Linked DNA regions of Zea mays: region 2 is linked to region 1. Evidence: chromatin contacts called from public Hi-C data. All regions are on one chromosome and are shown on one strand. Each heading gives the region's core, a stretch centred on a gene start, on an enhancer-like site or on the middle of the called end of the contact. The rest is flanking DNA. Distances are from core to core; before and after follow the strand shown.

Region 1 (2,721 bases), core at 42-2,541:
TGTACTGTACTGTACGGTGCACCGTGCAGCGCACCACCTTTGCCTCTGCTGCACGAACACTCATGATAGCGCTAGTGCCTGACGAAGGAACGCCATGCCGTGTGCGTGTCCGCGGAGCAAGAACGGAAGGGGGACACGCCCACCCGCCGCTCCACGCGCAGCTCTGACACGGGCAGCGCGCCAGTGCCACTGCCCACTGCGGTCTGCGGCACTGCCCATGCCCCCGTCCCCTCTTTTCTCCCAAGGAACCGAACCGCACGGCCCAAGAGGACAAGAGGTACAGCCGCGGCACGCCCGAAGAGGGCAACTGGGCTGGGCGAGCCTGTCGCGCGTCGGGAATAGCTGCCGGGATCCGCCGCCCTCCCTCCCTCCATCCCTCCGCATTTTTAAGGCTCTCATCCCCAAACGAAGACGAAATAAATGGCGTGGTGTGCTCCAACGATCAGATTTTGCACACCAACCTGCCATTAAACTAGTGCATCTCCCCCACACGCACACGCTAGTACTGGCCCCCCTTCTACACGCTGCACATGTTTCCTAGAAAACGAGAGCGCGCGACGAATCGGATGCTTACTGCAGCTGGTGGTGATTTTTTTTTTTTTTGAAAGTTTTTTTTTAGTTAGGGCAAGTCAAAGGGGGACGAGACAGAATCACAGAAAGGGAACGGTCCTGCCGGCGATGCCTCACCTTGAGGAAGTCGATCTCGCGGTTGAGGGCCTGCAGCTCCAGCTGCAGCCGGCGGCGGCCGCACAGGTCCGGGTACCTCGGCGGCGACTTGGGCCGTGGGGGCTCCAGCACCACCGCCACCTCCTCCCCCATGGACCTCACATGTACTGGCGGCTAGCAGAGTACCTCCCACACCGGCACACCTCCCCCTAACGAGTGCCGGCCGGTGTTCGGGACTAGAGAAGCGGAATGTTGAGGAGGGAGTGGTGGCTGGCTGATGGTGGTATAAGTCGCGGCGATCGGGCGATGAGCAGGGGGACAGCGGGCTGAGGCGGGTGGAGGATATCGCACGCACGGGAGTGACGGACACGCGCGCTCGTGTCTGCGCACGCGAGGGGAAGCAGGATGAGAGGAAGAAGAGGAAGTGGGAGGATTGGATGAGGAAGCGAGGAGCAGGACGTCCCCATATACTGATTACTGAGCGGGAGGGAGAGAGAGAGAGGATGGCTGCGCGGGCAATAATGGCAGAGAAGGGGGCGTGGGGTTGAGAGAGAGAGAGAAACGGGAGAGCAGGGGAGGAAGGACGCTGTTGGGGTTTAATAGGTGGGCCTTGTTTGACTGCGACGTGGGTCCCAGGCCCACATGGTTCGGGGTTTAAGCTAGGGACGCCGCCGTGGGGTGGGACGGAACAGTAGGGTAGGAAGTAGGATCACGGACGGCGTTATGGTGATCTTGGTCTCGTTGCCGTTGCCGTTGGACCCTTCTCAATCTTCTCCGGTGGTGGTTTGCGAGTCCGCCTCCGCTGACGACGAGCTCAACAGTGCAAAACCATCATGATGCGGCGTCGGTGAAATCATGGCGAGCGCCGAGGATCTGTTTAGCAGCTCCACTTTTCTCAGAAGAGGATTTCAGATCTAATAAAACAGGCCTCGATGGGTCACTCGTATCATCCGACAGAGAAGCAATGACCCTACCTGATGCAACAGCCCAACGTATGAGATTCACGGCTGGTGGCAGCTAATGATAATATCATTTCTTTTTACAGAACGAGCACGTTACAATATCCAAAGTTTCATTATCTTGCCAATTCTATCTACGAATCTAGACAAACTCATGTCTCGTAACTAAAATTGCAGTCCTTTTTAAGACATGTACAACATTGCTTTAGAGACTAAATGACAAAAATACAGGAGACTTTCTCTTCTCGGATAGCCAGCCTCTACTCGATTTTCTGTGTATATATTGTCTCTAAACTACATTTATAATATGAATGATTTTAAAAACAACTCATTGTATCATGCAATCTCTTACTTATATCTTGTACATGAAAATCGATGTACGGGCTTATGTTTATACATGTCTTTAGACGAATTACAATACTCCACCTCAGCTAATTTCATACCATCCAATACACTACCATGCCATCAAATTGATGATTTGGTCCAAACAACTCCGCGGGGAACAACTTAAGTGGCTTGATGGTTGACATCATACTCTTGCAGTCTTGCTACGATATGTGTTTGGTACTCCTTGCTCGCTCAACACGAGCTAAATAATCTATTCGATTGTTTCATTTTAACATGAGCTAATCTTCTATACCATGACCAACTCGTACTTGACTTGGTGAACATACATATCGTAAGATTTGTTTCGCTATCACCAAAGTCCACCAAATAAGGGCCTGTTCGGTTAGACCCTTCCCGGCCGGGATCACAGCCCGATCCACGTGGATCACCCCCTCCTGGAAACAATCCCGACCCATAAAAAAATGGTGTTCGGTTAAGCCCTGTTGCCCTCGGCCTGGAACGGTGCCCCTGTCGAGTCCATGATTTTTTCGTTGCCCCTGACCTGGAACGGCGCCCGGTCTCTCAGCGGTGGAAAATATCCCCACGCGAAGCAGCCGCAAGGCAACAGGCGTAAAGCAGGCGGCGGCGACTAGGCTTGGACGCGAGATTCCTCTCCCCGACGTCGATTTCCTCCGACAGTCGACTTCTCACCAGTACTCTTCTTCCTCTGTGTCTCCTATTGCATCTAGGGTCCAAGAATTTATAGTCG
Region 2 (2,700 bases), core at 68-2,567, 99 kb before region 1:
AGCACCGGGAGGATAAGGAGGGGGAAAGTTTTGTCCGGTTTGGACATGGTGGTGGCCTGACTCCTTCCAGATAACCGTTAAGGTTAGGACGTGCGGGGAAAGAAAGAGATTCGGATTCGGATCTCATTGATCATGAGATCGCAGAGCCGGACTAGTGGGTAAAGTGTACACCTCTGCGCAGAGTTTGAAAACCTATTCGAATAGTCTGTGTCCACAGGAATGGACGAGTCTGGTATGGTATGGCAATTAATGTTTTGTTTTCCAAAAAAAAAGAGATGCTTTTGAAAAGTGGTTTTTACAAGGTTCGGCGGTTGAGCCGTGAGCTATGGTGGACGGGAAGTCCAGTAGCTGTTTTTGAAAATGAAAACCAGTGGGAATTGCTGAGATACCTGGATGGTTTAGTCCACGGGATTTTGTTATAATACTGAAAAACTTCCTGCTCCTTTTGGAGAGGATGCGCTTTGCAAAAATACAAAATGTTTTTCAAAACAACTCTGCATAAAATATTGTTGTTTCTGCAAAATATCTTGAGCTCCACATATTCCATGCATTATATCTGATTTCCCCATTCCGCGGGTGAAGGTGGGCTGCTGAGTACGTTTGTACTCACCCTTGCTTATTTGTTGTTTTTCAGAAAAAGGAGATCGGGTAAGAGTTACGACTGTTCCCAACCTTGCCTGTGGCTGTTGGACCGCTGATTTGCTTCGTTGCGTATATCGGGCTGCTTCAGCCCCACTCTGATGATATGTCCCGAGTTGTGGACCAACTCTTAAAGTTGATCGCCACCTTTATAGGTTTGTCTCGTTTAAGCAGATTTGGTATCATCTAATGTATAAATGTGTTTACTAGCCTCCTGGGACTAGTAATCGTATCACATTTGAGTCCCAGAGGATTGGGGACGCTTCAACGGAGGAGGGACGCGGCGCAGCGCGGCGGCCAGGAGCCTGGTCACGAGCGGCGCGACGGCGTCCCGTGGGTGCTCCCCAGCGACGAGCGCCAGCAGCCGGATCATGTGCTGTCGGTTGTGGAGGTGGTTGGAAGCGCGGCGGGATTTGCGGGAGGGCGTGTGGGCAGAGACGGGGGCGGTCTACACTTCTATTAGTAGAGATTATCAATTTGAGATAAAATAGGAGGACTATTCGATTGGATTCGAGATAAATGGGCTCTTGCCTGAACTAAGCGGGCTCAATACTCCCAGCTCCGAAAGCCCTCTGAGTATTTTGGATTGAGCCTCGGGAATGTGAATGGGCCCAAAATTAACCAGGCCTGGGTGGAGCCCAGTCCTTGGAGCTGGAATTTGCGGGATACTAGCTTCGCTTTCCTGATTCCTGAACCGCTCCACGTCTCCACCTCGTTCTCATCCCAGCTCTTCCATCTGGCCTCTCTAAGAGATCTGATTTGTTCCCTCGTGCAGACTGTAGAGCCCCAATCGGAGAAGGTAAATTTTTAGTGTACCCTATTTTTTTCTTTGCAATTTTGATTAGTGATGTTTAGTGTATTTTCTGTTTCATATTTACACTATTTTATATTATATTTGTATTTTAATGTTTGCGCTTATAGACTTAAATGTTAAATCTATAGTTTCATATGTTGTTGTTATCTTTATGTTTTGAATTGTATACCAAATCATTATAGTCATACTAAATAATCTATGAAATTTTTATGGCATACCTCATAAAAAAATCCTAGCTACGCCACTGAATCTAGTAGTTGTGTTTGTTGGGTACCGCATAAAATAAATTGTTGTTTTGCCCATCTCAGTTTTGTCTCTTTGTTGTTATATCATCCAGTATCTATGACTTATGGGACCATTTATGTCTATAATTTATGGGTCCTATAATGAAGCCCATAAATTATAATGGCAAAGTTGTAAATCTCGCATCTCTTTTTCTCTACCAGGCATGAAGGAGCCTAGCCTAAGAGCATCTCCAAGATACCCTTAAAACCTTGATCCTAATCTTTATTTTAGAAAAAAAGGGAAAAATGCCTTCAACAGTACCCTAAGCAGTGTCTCTAAAGACCTAAACTACCGCAGGCGAAAACAAACCTCTCCACGATGCAAACCTCTGTCGCCGCACAAGCTCCCCATCGAGGCCCGTATCTCTCCATGCGCCACTTCACTAGCCCGCGTCAAAGCGTTCAGACCACGTGTTGTGCTTGCCAGTTCATAGAGGAGACATAACACATGTTGTGCAAATGGCTCACTTGCCAGGGTTGTTCGTTTCGGATTAAAACCAACTGTTCAAATTGTTGTAGCCGCAATCTACAGAGACAAAATACTATAGAAACACTAGAAATCGTTTTAGATTAACATTTCGGATTAAATCCAAGAACAACTACTTTGATATGCTTGAGACTCCTAAAAAACCTTTGATCTCTTAGCTCTTGCTCCAGTTTCTAGCAACAGCAAGGGACTGAAAAAGGAGGAGCATGGTTCTATGGCTGGTATAGCTGAAACTGAATCATATGCACTCTGATTGAATAAGCATGTCGAATATATTGAGAGTTGTTTGAGATGGTTTACTTTTTTTGGAACTAAAGATTTAGGGAGATCCATTTTCTATGTATTGGGATATTATTTTTTGGATCTCTTGTAAATGGTCTCTAAGGTAGTAACACCTTTTGTGCGTCCCAGTTTCAGCTCGTTTGCTAGATGCCTCCCCAATATCGAAACCAGGCCCATGGTGCACGATCTAGCCA

What was found. Hi-C and Micro-C count contacts between places; a contact is called where the count stands out from the background.
Region 2: a Hi-C map of leaf shows a contact between it and region 1, with 7 times the contacts expected there. The contact joins the enhancer-like site here to the promoter of LOC103647464 in region 1. A contact is called at or near these places in 2 of 25 Hi-C or Micro-C datasets (ear and leaf).

What each region holds. Positions count from the first base shown.
Region 1 is chr2:189,400,561-189,403,281 of Zm-B73-REFERENCE-NAM-5.0, reverse strand. It overlaps LOC103647464 (keratin-associated protein 5-4), which reads right to left and starts at 1,291. Exons shown (of 5, transcript XM_008672002.4): 1 at 688-1,291. The coding sequence starts at 819.
Region 2 is chr2:189,499,503-189,502,202 of Zm-B73-REFERENCE-NAM-5.0, reverse strand. No RefSeq gene overlaps it. Among protein-coding and RNA genes, the nearest start is that of LOC109944053, 27 kb to the left of the region's middle. Within about 2 kb of position 1,317, at least 15 of the 20 cell types and tissues checked have an H3K27ac peak or open chromatin away from gene starts, as enhancers often do. A contact at or near this core is called in ear and leaf, where this site is marked.